Regions from separate parts of the Rattus norvegicus genome. Here region 2 is linked to region 1. The links are chromatin contacts, called in public Hi-C maps. All regions are on one chromosome and are shown on one strand. Each heading gives the region's core, a stretch centred on a gene start, on an enhancer-like site or on the middle of the called end of the contact. The rest is flanking DNA. Distances are from core to core; before and after follow the strand shown. Region 1 overlaps Commd9 (COMM domain containing 9). Region 2 overlaps Pamr1 (peptidase domain containing associated with muscle regeneration 1).

Region 1 (5,302 bases), core at 1,873-4,372:
GGTGCTGGCCACTCAGCTGCCATCTGCGGCTTGGGCTGTGCTGCAGCAGGGATGGCCCAAGTCGACTGGACAGGAACTAGTGAGAGTCTGTGTACCTGAGGAGTCGGGGGCTATGTGACATCTGCGTGTGTAACCCTGCTTAAAGAAGGACACCGCAGACAGCGGCACGTCATCTGAAAAACGTATCTGCGCCCATTCTCACGAAACTTCTGCTTTTAGGAACTACTTTATTATGACCATGCTAAGTCAAGACGGTCCTACGGATGTGACATGTGAATGAGCACCACATTTGGGAGGGGACATTATTATTGTTACTGTTATTTACTCTGCTGGTGTTTTAGATGACTGGGGTGGGAGAAGGCCAACTCACTGTCACTCCCCCTTGTCTCCTGAGGAGTTGACACGGGGTGTGTATACCTTCATCTGGAGCAGGCAGGTGGGGACGGCCATGCGGCTGATGCTGTCAGACGAGGTTTTGATATCCACTCTCCAGTCCAGGTCCACTAGGCGTGGCAGAGAGACTGTGGAGGGGACAGCTGTGGTCAGAGCTTATATACTACCTGTCTCTTCCAAGCTTTCATCCAATGACAGGCGGCTGGAAGGAATGTATACACACAACATGCTCCATGACAAGCAAGTCTCAGGAAGAGACAGGGAGGACCTAAGACCTACAAGTTGTGTGCCTTACACACGGCTTGGTGCCACCTGTCCTTAGCACGGATTCCCAGTGGGCACATCTTCAGGCACTCCCACTCCAGGAGTTGGGACAGAATGACAAGTGACCACAAGGTCGTAGAGGAAGGGCAACTTCAGCAATGGTGCCAGAGACTTTGTTTTCTAGAAGCAAGCCCCGCACTTGTCTAACCCAGAGCCTGCTTCCTCATCTGGAAGCCTGGACTGCAGGGTTGGTGGAAAGGCTGGGTGAGTCTGCGCTGGCTCAAAGTGAGTGCAAGGGCAGTCACTCGGCCTGCTCTACACAACCTTCTGGAGGACCTTCAGCGACCATCTTTCCTCTCTGCAAGTCCAACTCATACATGTAGTTCTCATTACTATTCATTGTACATGGTAGTGTGTTACTAATGTAACTGTTGTAAACATGTCTACTGAGCACACACCACCTGATACCCACTTCTTTCTTTCTCCTCCTCCCCTTCCCATTGGCCTGCTCTGCTCCCTCTTAACCAACATTTACATTAAGTACTTCACTTTCTACTTGGGTGTTTCTGTATTCTTTAGCAACCTGCTCCTATCATAACATTAGTAGTAGTAGTAGTAGTAGTAGTAGTAGTAGTAGTAGTAGTAATAGTGGTGAAATAATGTGAAATTTAAAAGGTACAGCACGGAACTAGGATAATTCTCTTTGATCTGCAGTTAAGTTCTTGGCTGGAGGACTCAGCTGGCCCTGGGGAGCAGGGTAGGGAGAGGCAGTACTCACTCTGGTTTGCTTGGGCTTCAGTTCTCCAAGTCGATCTGTTTAAAAAGGAAAAGATGGGGAAGAAACAATGGGGGAGCAATGAGGGTCCCCAGCTTGTGGCCTCTTACCAGAAAACTCTCCCTTCAGAGGCAGTTTTTCATTGTTTTGAAAAGTTAGGTGATGGATAGCTTAGGGAAAGAAAACCCACAAACATAAAGGCATAAAACAGCAGAGGCCCTAAGACAGGACCCAGCTCAGTCTGTGGGACCCAGCTGGTCAACAAACAGAGCTAAGAGCTGCAAGCTGCTCTCTGACCTCCATGCCACTACAGCATGCCCTGCAGCCCTCCAAATAAAGAAATGTAATAAAACAATGCTAGAGAAAAATAGAACGCTTAATGTGTTGCAAGCTTCTTGTGCTATTAGTCTCAAAGACAAAACAAAAAAGTCACTTCACTCTCCCTTCCCTGAGCACCTACTGTGAGGACTGCATCTTATGTAAACACACCCACAAGTAGTGTCGGAGTGAGGTGCCATGGAGTCAGAGTAAAATGTGGTCATGTGTGAGAGTTCCTAAATAAACAACAAAGTCCTTGGTCAAGAACTATTACCAGTTTCTGCTGCTGGACCCCTTCAAGCTGGACCCCTAGACAACAATCACTTCTACTTAAGATTCATGTTGAAAAGCATTTTCCCAGCTCAGAAGATATAGACAATTCACAAGAGAAACAAAAAATGACCAGTAAGCACAGGAAAAAGACATTCAACATTTCTAATACCATTTTTAAAACTTAAAAGCTAAAATGAGAAACCGTCTCCATTCACAGAACTGGGAAAAGGAAAGAAACCTCAGTGCTTCGAGGCCAGGTTTGGTGGTGCATGCCTATAATCACAGCAGCAGCCACAAGGGCTCCACATGCCAGGCTAGCCTGGGCTACACTGGGAGACCTAGTCTCACACAAACAAAACCAAAAAATAAACAACAACAACAACAACAACAACAGACCATGTTGGAACAACATTTTTGGAGGCAACTGGACAATGTAAGGCAAAACTAGGAACCAGTATGTACATGACCTTTAAGCCAGTAAGTGAATAACTGAATATGTAACAACAACAACAAAAAAAAAAGGTTTTACCTACCACAAATTATTTTTGGGAGAAACTGCCAATATCTTAAATGGCTCACCTTAAGGAATTTAAAAATGACACAGAATTCCTCCATGGACTAGAATATACTTTACATTTAACTATTAAATTTTAATACTGTTTGCTGAAAATAAGTAAGTTCTAAAATGGCAAGGTTCTGTCTGTGTGTTAAAAACAAAACCTAAGGATCAGCTTCTCCACATATACGCAGGAGAAACAGCCAGGAGTGGGAGCTCATGCCTGTAAGCCCAGCACTTGGGAAGTGGAGGTAGAAGAAGCCTGAGTTCAGTGTTATCCTTGGCCAGAAAGGGAGTTCAAGGCCAGCCTCAGCTACATGAGACCCTTCCTCAAATAACAGAACTAAGTAAAGAGATGAAGAGCCTTCCATTAAAGAGTGGATGCCACTAACCTCTGGGTGTGGGGTTCCAGGGCCATACGTATGTGCTCTCAGCATTCATCATACACAGTGTGCACTCTCAACCACAAACTCACATTATTTCTACAACAGTAATAACGAGAATTGTGAAAGTTTGAAGGGACTCTCAAAAACACCCACTTACATGTGCTCCAGGATGATTTTTGTCAGCAGGTTTTTGAGGTTCTGGTGGAAATTTTCCGGAAAGAGAGCCAGAATCGCCTCAGCAGAGGACAGGTCACGGAAGGCCACCAGCCTAGTGAAGTGGTGCAGAGCCTGGAGCAGCTGTGGGACAGAAGGGGCAGCCCCGCAGCTGAAGGGCAGGAGCAGGGGGGTAGGGTGGAGCTCTGCACACTCATCCCGGGGGGGGGGGGCCGGGACATGACCACAGTCACGTGAATGGGTTCACTGCAGTGTGGGGGCCGCTGTAGCACATACTGACACCCAATTTGACTCTGCTAGTTCACTGGTCCTTTTAGAAGACAGAGATAGCTCCCTGACATAGGAAGCCATCAGCTCGTCAGAAACTTGTTAGTTGTGGGCAAAGGGATAATGTATCTTTTTGTCTTCTGCAGCAGAACCTGACCTCCACTTAACTCTGTTATGCTGTTTCCCTGGTAACCTGAGAGAAGTGGAAAGCCAGCTAGGTTACTAGGCAACCCTGCAGTGGCCCAAAGCCTCTGGCCCAAGAGGACTGTGTAAACACTGGGGTGCACTTCCCTGAGTGAGGCTGCACCCTCCTTGGACCTGTGCTGATTGGGTTGTGAGGAGATACCGGTCCCTGGAGTGTGGGCTTCCATCTAGGGTGGAAGGCATCTCACGTCCTTATCCTTAAGCTGTCACCCAGAAGATCAAGGAGAAAGTTCCTGCCCAGTGGTGTGACTCCCTCTGTGAAGACGAGTCTTGGAGCCTGCCTCCATGTGTCTCCCACCTTATACCCTTGTAGGCACCGCACAGCAAGGCCAGGGCTTCCGCCAGCACTCTATCAGTGAGCTACACTCCCAGCAAACATCCCATGTCCTCGTAGATCTGCAGCAGAATGGAGCTTAGAGTTCACTGACGAACTTAACGATGCTTAGCTGAACCCAAAAAAGCTCTGTGGAGGTGACTTTTTTCCACTCTGCAGCTTTATCTGATAGCACGGAGGCTGTCTGACTATGAATGGACACAACCCAGAAGCAAAGAGAAGTGAAGCCTGCAGTGGTCGGGGTGGGAGTTGACGCTCAGCAGTGACCATCTCATCAGCATGCACGGTAATGGCCTTGTCTCCATTCTCCACAGTTCCCCACTCCTTCCTCTGTTTTTCTAGAATCACACACCTGTACCCAAAGTCCTGGCTTTATTTTAAGGATATCCAAACTATGTCTACGATCTTACTTCTGCCTTTTACTTTCCTATAGTTGATTTCCACGAAGAAAGCTCGACATTAAAGAAAACTAATGACAGTAATGGCACCATTTGGATAAAGATACCCAGCTAAGCATGTGCCTGGATGGACAAACCAGAAAACTTAGCTTGAGGCACTCTAGCCTCCTCTTAGCTGTCTGATGAAAATCATATGAGCTGAGCAGAAGATGTGCAGGGGCTGAGGGAAGAGAGGATTATGGGGAACACAGCATCCCTGAGGGAGGCTGATTGAGCCCAGCAGTGGGTACTCTCTAGCCACTCAGGCCTCAGGGCCTCAGCCGTCGGCCGTCCAGCTGACACTCATCAGTACCCCCACGTCACATGCTGTGCAGAAAGGTCACAGAAGGCCGGTTTTTTACACACTCCTAGGCAATACGTCTGAAATGAACGACACCTAGAACTCTGGTTATATTTCTCATAAGGAGGCTTATGTGTCATAAGGAAAGGCTCAAAGTCAAAGGCCTCAGAGTTCATTAATATTTTCAAAAATCTGTCTGCAGTTTGCCACAGTGTCAACAGATGTGTAAGGAGAAAAGGTCTTTGGACGTTCGCCCGATGGGGAGTGAAGAAAGGGGTTAGCAAGTGGTCAGGGCTGCGGCTCAGGGCTCTTCTCGCCACACTTACTTGCTCTGCCTCCTCCTGGGTCACAGACAAGCTGGAACATGTGTTATCCAGGAGTGTTTTTGAGTGAAGGGCTGAACTGGAGAAGCTTTCTTGGCACAGCTGTCTGACGACATCTTTTGAGGAGGCCTGGGAGTTAATTTACAGGCGGTAAGCACACAGTTATAGTCTGCAAACATTTGTGTTGGTTACTTTATGACACTTTTGAGAGTTTCTTAATGCTGACAGCCTACAGGAAGGGCACTTGTGTTTCTGGGAAGATGGATGAGCCTTTCCATATCCTTCCTGTTGACATCA
Region 2 (5,302 bases), core at 2,024-4,523, 770 kb before region 1:
AATTCTTCCTTAATGCACAACACTAGAAAACACAAATGGCTTTCCATTAAATGAACTAGATCAATGAAATTCACTTTTTTCTTACCCTCATGTCTGCTTGTTCAAGCTCTCATTAGGTCTGCCAACTAAAAATGTAAACTGTGGATAAAAAGCAAGTTCCTGGCTAAAGCAAAAGCAAGAGCTAGAAGCATCCCACTGCTGGCTTCCCTGATCCCATAAACTTCTTCGAAAGGCAGCACCGAGGTTTGGAAGTCCCTAACAGAGGAATTCTTCCAGTTCCATGTTAAATGTCGCGTTAAGATACACCCTGTTTTTGAAAGATGGTTTGTGATAAACATTTTCAGTTGATTTTAAAGAAAAAATTCATTTGAATACCATGAATGAATGGTTTTCTTCATCTGATCTTGGCAAATTGTGACTCAGTGAGCCAATGGAGTCTATTCTCTGTTGCTATAAATGAAGTCTCACTGGGCTGGGTGTGGGGTGAGTACCCAGGGAGGCTGAGGCAGGAAGAGAGTACATTTAAGGATAGCCCAAGCTACAAAGCAAAACATCATTAAAAAACAGCAACAAAGTTTTCTTGCCCATAATCACGCCCATCCACTGATATACTATATTTGGTGATTCAGTCAAATTCACAACAATAACAGAGTTGAGAAGTCACAAGAGATACTTGGATCTCAACAAATTAAAATACTTACTATCTAGACCATCCTAGGGGAAAGTTATTTACTCCAGTTCTATACAGAAATCAAAATGTCATAAACTCTAGATATATAGTAGATCCATTCCACAGCCATTCCTCTGAAAAGCTAATCCCAAAGCTATATAGAAAAATGGTAATATCAGTAGGTATCATCCATGGTCATATGACAGACAGTAGAAATATGGATGCAGTCTTAGGGAAAGAGCATACACCCTACTTTTGACAATGGTGAGGCCCAAGGCTTTAGTGAATGACTAAGATGTCTAATTTGTCTCTTCACTGAGATGTGTAGCACTACCTTGCTCCACCATGAAAAGTGGTGGACTCCTGTGAAGGTCCAGGCTCTCCCAAGTTGTCCTGCATACAACCTTGACACCCAGCATTCTATTCTCCAGATAGCTGCCAGACCTGCCCTTATTATCTTAAATGAATAATAATAGTAAAACCTCAGATTGTTTCACTCAATTTAAGCTCACCAAGAGTGAGCATCTTCCCATGTGTTGTATAGCATTGAAACATCCCGTGTAGAAAAAGTGGAGGATGATAAGACTAATGAAGAAAAGGAAGCATGTGCGATGCAAGAAGCTAATGAAACTTACAAGGCTGAGGATGCTCCAGAAATTTACAAGGCCCCTCTCCAATGTTAAATGTACTAAGAATTCCCGAGTAGAAGAGACTCTCTGATGGGTGAAGCTGCCTATAATTTGTGCAGCACGTGGTTGGCTATTCTAAGAATTTTATTTATTTTATACTTAATTTTGGTTTTATTTTTATGATGCAGCTGTCATTGAGTCAGTCATCCACGTTCCTATAAATAATTCCACATATGTACTCCTCCTGACAGTAACCCAGGCAAACTCACTGACTTATCTATGCCCTATCTGGAGTGGACAGACATTTGCTCACATCTCCCCAGGGAAAGTCACACAACTAGTCCACAGCCTTGCCTTGTTGACTGTATGACGCCACCTCTTAATCCCAGCCATCTGCCTGCCCATTCTGCTCCAGCCACACCAACCTTCTGAATGCAAGACCTTGAGCCTGCTTCAAGTTCAACCTAAGAAGCTCATAATCTCCCTTCCATTGACAACTAGAAGCCTCCTTTCAGTTATCCATGGAAATGCTTGCCCCCCCCATTCTATAGTCTAACTTAATCATGTTTTGTTTTCTTTATAACACACGTCACAAAGTTGAAATTTTTGGATCTTTTTTCCTTACCTATTTTGGTAGAATAGTACCTGGAATGTTCGTTGAGGAAGGAAGGAAGGAAGGAAGGAAGGAAGGAAGGAAGGAAGGAAGGAAGGAAGGAAGGATGGACAGATGGATTATACTACTATAAGTTAGGCTCTGGTTTAAAGCTATACCAGGCTTATTTCATTTAACTCTCATGATAAACCTAGGAAATAATATTCATCCTCCCATTGCATAGGTGCTGAATACCAAAGATAAGGGGGTAATGTCCCAAGCTCTGATGGCCAACAAAGGATACTGCAGGGCTCTGAGTGAGGACAGAAGTGTCAAAGTCCAACTGTCCTTTGAGGCTCAGCTTCAGTGTCATTAGCTGTGCAGCTTTGGACAGGTTACTTCACCTCTCAAACCTCAGTCAACCTCAATCCCATGTGAATAAAGTAGTACTCAGGCTGTATGGTTTGTGAGACTTCAGACAGATTACGCATGGAAGGGGCAACAGGAAAATCAGTGAAAATCAGCAGGTGCTATTGGGTGCCAGAGCAGGGGTTTGAATGTGGATCTGTCTAGTCTTGAATGAGACATTGTTCTCCCTTAGGGACTTTCTGATCTAAGCCTCCCTCACTGCCTCAGGAAGCAGAAAGCCCTTTCCTCCTCTTCCAGAGTACCTCACGTGAAGTGTCTCCCACCGGAAGCACACATTCTTCCTGCACACCTCACTTTTTCTCTCGCCCACATCTGCCCATCTGTTGCAAAGCAAAGGAAGTGCTACGTGCTCCCCTGGGTGTGAGAGACAAAAAAAGAAGCTTCCCTGCACAGCCTCAGCCCGCTAGAGCCTGGCAGCTTCCTAGCCTGCAAGGTGTTAAGTCGCAGCTCCCCTACAAATCTCCTGCTGGGAGCCCCAAGTTAGAAGCAGCTTGAGGGCTGCCAGCCGGTCTCCAGTTGCATCCTTTCCTCCTTGTAGAAGCTGGAATCAGACAGCCTGTGTCTGTGGGCCCTCCCCATCCTGGTCTCCTTGGTGAAGCTAGGAAGCTCTAGTGTTTCCTGCAGACTCTGGAGGGCTTGGAGCCCCCAGTCCCACCCAGGGTAGGCTGTACCACTTACGCCTGCCCTAGAGCTGTCCTCCAGAGGTAGCCAGAATTGCAGAGCATATGCAGGGGCTGGACTCCTCAGCCTGCTGTTGCCTCTTACTCTGAAGGGGAGGGACTGTTTGTCTCCAAGAGGAGGAAGTTTCCAGCCAACCAAAGACAAAGAGGCCACTTTCTGGAAATGTGCTTGTAGAAGGGGCGCTGGGCAGAAAGGAAAAGAAGGGACCCCACTCCCTCCTCCACTAGGGACTCCCTCTGCTCCTTTCCCACTTCTGCCTCTCCTCTGGAGTTGGCTGATCTGGGTGCAGAGGCAAACTTATACACCTCTCTGCCCAGGACAGAACAGTGAATAGAGCCAGAGTCCCTGCCAAGGAAGTGCCACTGGCCAACCAGGCAGGTGGTCCTGAGTTAAAAGACCAGAGCAGGCTCAGGGCCCAGAAGACTTGCTTGGGTTCCCTAATGATGTCTTACTGTGCATAGGCATGCTCTTGTGTGTATGTGTGTGTGTGTGCGTGTGCGTGTGTGTCTGTATCTGTTTCTCTGTGTGTCTGTATGTCTCTGTCTCCCTCTGTCTCTCTCTGTCTCTCTCTGTGTGTTTATATGTGTCTATGTGTCTGTGTGTGTATGCCTCTGTGTGTGTGTATGTGTGTGTGTGCGTGTGCGTGTGTGTGTCTGTATCTGTTTCTCTGTGTGTCTGTATGTCTCTGTTTCCCTCTGTCTTTCTCTGTCTCTCGCTGTCTGTGTGTGTGTATGTGTGTGATCTGTTTCTCTGTGTGTCTGTATGTCTCTGTCTCCCTCTGTCTCTCTCTGTCTCTCTCTGTGTGTTTATATGTGTCTATGTGTCTGTGTGTGTATGCCTCTGTGTGTGTATGTGTATGTGTGTGTGTGTGTGTGTGTGTGTGTGTGTGTGTGTGTGTGTGTCCAGACTATCCCCCAAGTCTTCCACACCCTGGACTGGCCCCTATTCTGTTACAGTCCAACATGAACAGAATAGGTAGACAGACCTTGCTTCCATTTACAGAATTAAAAGAAAGCCTTCCTCAATTTCCAAACTAGTAAGAGAACTGGAAGATTCTGCACAAAACTGAACACCTCCAACATTCACACGAGTCTCATCGTCTCCGGAATTTGGGGTGGGGTGGCAAGACACACTTCTGCGAAGTGGTTTGATTTTATTTTTCTTTCATCTTCCCTCATAGGGAAAAAAGAGGATTCAGAGAAACTGTTTGGACAAATTAGAATGTCTCTTCATTGATGCTATCTTTCCTCTTTCAAAGATAACTCCAGAGACAGGGCTCAGTCCATAAAACATCTTGATCCCTGGGTGAGTTCCCTGGTGTCTGAGCATGTTTCTCATGGATGGAGATGAACATAGCAGTGCCTGTCACCATGTCTTCTATTATTTCCTTGTTTGACTGATTTGAGCTGATTTTTTTTAAGACAAAAACTCCTGTAGTCTTTGCTATTTTTGAATGTTTTAGCTAAGGCTGAGACTGGCCTTGAACTTCTGATCCTTCTGTTTCTACCTGCCAAGTGAGGGCGTTTCACAGGTACATCTCAATGCCTAGTTCATTGTGTGTTACTGGGGATCAAACCTAGGTCCACTTGTGCTAGGCAGGTACTCTACCAACTGAGTTCTCACTCCAGGCCAAGTTGTCAGCTTGTACCTGCTTCCCAGAGATGCTCTGTCAGTGGCAATAATTTTATTCCTTCTATGGAGTCGTGTGTGGATCAGAGACACTCTCTTAGTGTAAGAGTCCCAGGGAAGCTCAGGTTCTGTCCTGTCTTCCATATCCTATAAGAGCCAAATGATGACATGGGCTGGGACCCAGCAGGCCCATCAGGTACACAGCTGGCAGAGACAAGGCCCAATGGTGGAAGGCAAATTTGCCAGTGCCCTAGGTCAGGGGCAGAAAAGAAGCCTGAACCCTCTGTGTGACTCCAGTTATCCCACCATCACCTTCAGGTCCTCAGACGGACCCTCAGAGCCATGACCTCAGCTGCCTCTGTTCTACAGGGGTAGTTCTTTGGAGAAGACGACATTGGTTCTGGTGCCAAGCTTCTGCATTCATATCTTGGCCCACTGACTTACAGCGAAGCAACAATCCCTCCTCTCCTCCATCCCTTCCCTGACATTAGTGTCCTTATCTATGAAATGGCTCTGATGGGGACTGTAGTGGAGGCTAAATGAGACTGTGCATGAAGTTATCTGGAACAATGCATCGTTCACAGTAAGTGGTGAGGGAAGGCTTTGAGTTGATTGGGACTCTTGTCTTCATCAGGAACACTAGAAATCCAGTAGTGACCTTCCAGGCTGTGA

Evidence for each region. A called contact is a pair of places that touch in the nucleus more often than the background predicts.
Region 2: a Hi-C map of frontal cortex shows a contact between it and region 1, with 2.0 times the contacts expected there. The contact joins two enhancer-like sites. A contact is called at or near these places in 4 of 12 Hi-C or Micro-C datasets (the A7r5 cell line, Schwann cells, frontal cortex and 1 more).

What each region holds. Positions count from the first base shown.
Region 1 is chr3:108,638,866-108,644,167 of GRCr8, reverse strand. It overlaps Commd9 (COMM domain containing 9), which reads right to left. Exons shown (of 6, transcript NM_001033692.1): 2 at 5,009-5,134; 3 at 3,123-3,262; 4 at 1,436-1,470; 5 at 418-521. Among named protein-coding and RNA genes, the nearest start is that of Commd9, 11 kb to the right of the region's middle. Within about 2 kb of position 3,122, at least 19 of the 93 cell types and tissues checked have an H3K27ac peak or open chromatin away from gene starts, as enhancers often do.
Region 2 is chr3:109,404,227-109,409,528 of GRCr8, reverse strand. The region is part of intron 3 of Pamr1 (peptidase domain containing associated with muscle regeneration 1); the gene reads right to left. Among named protein-coding and RNA genes, the nearest start is that of Slc1a2, 53 kb to the left of the region's middle. Within about 2 kb of position 3,273, at least 42 of the 93 cell types and tissues checked have an H3K27ac peak or open chromatin away from gene starts, as enhancers often do.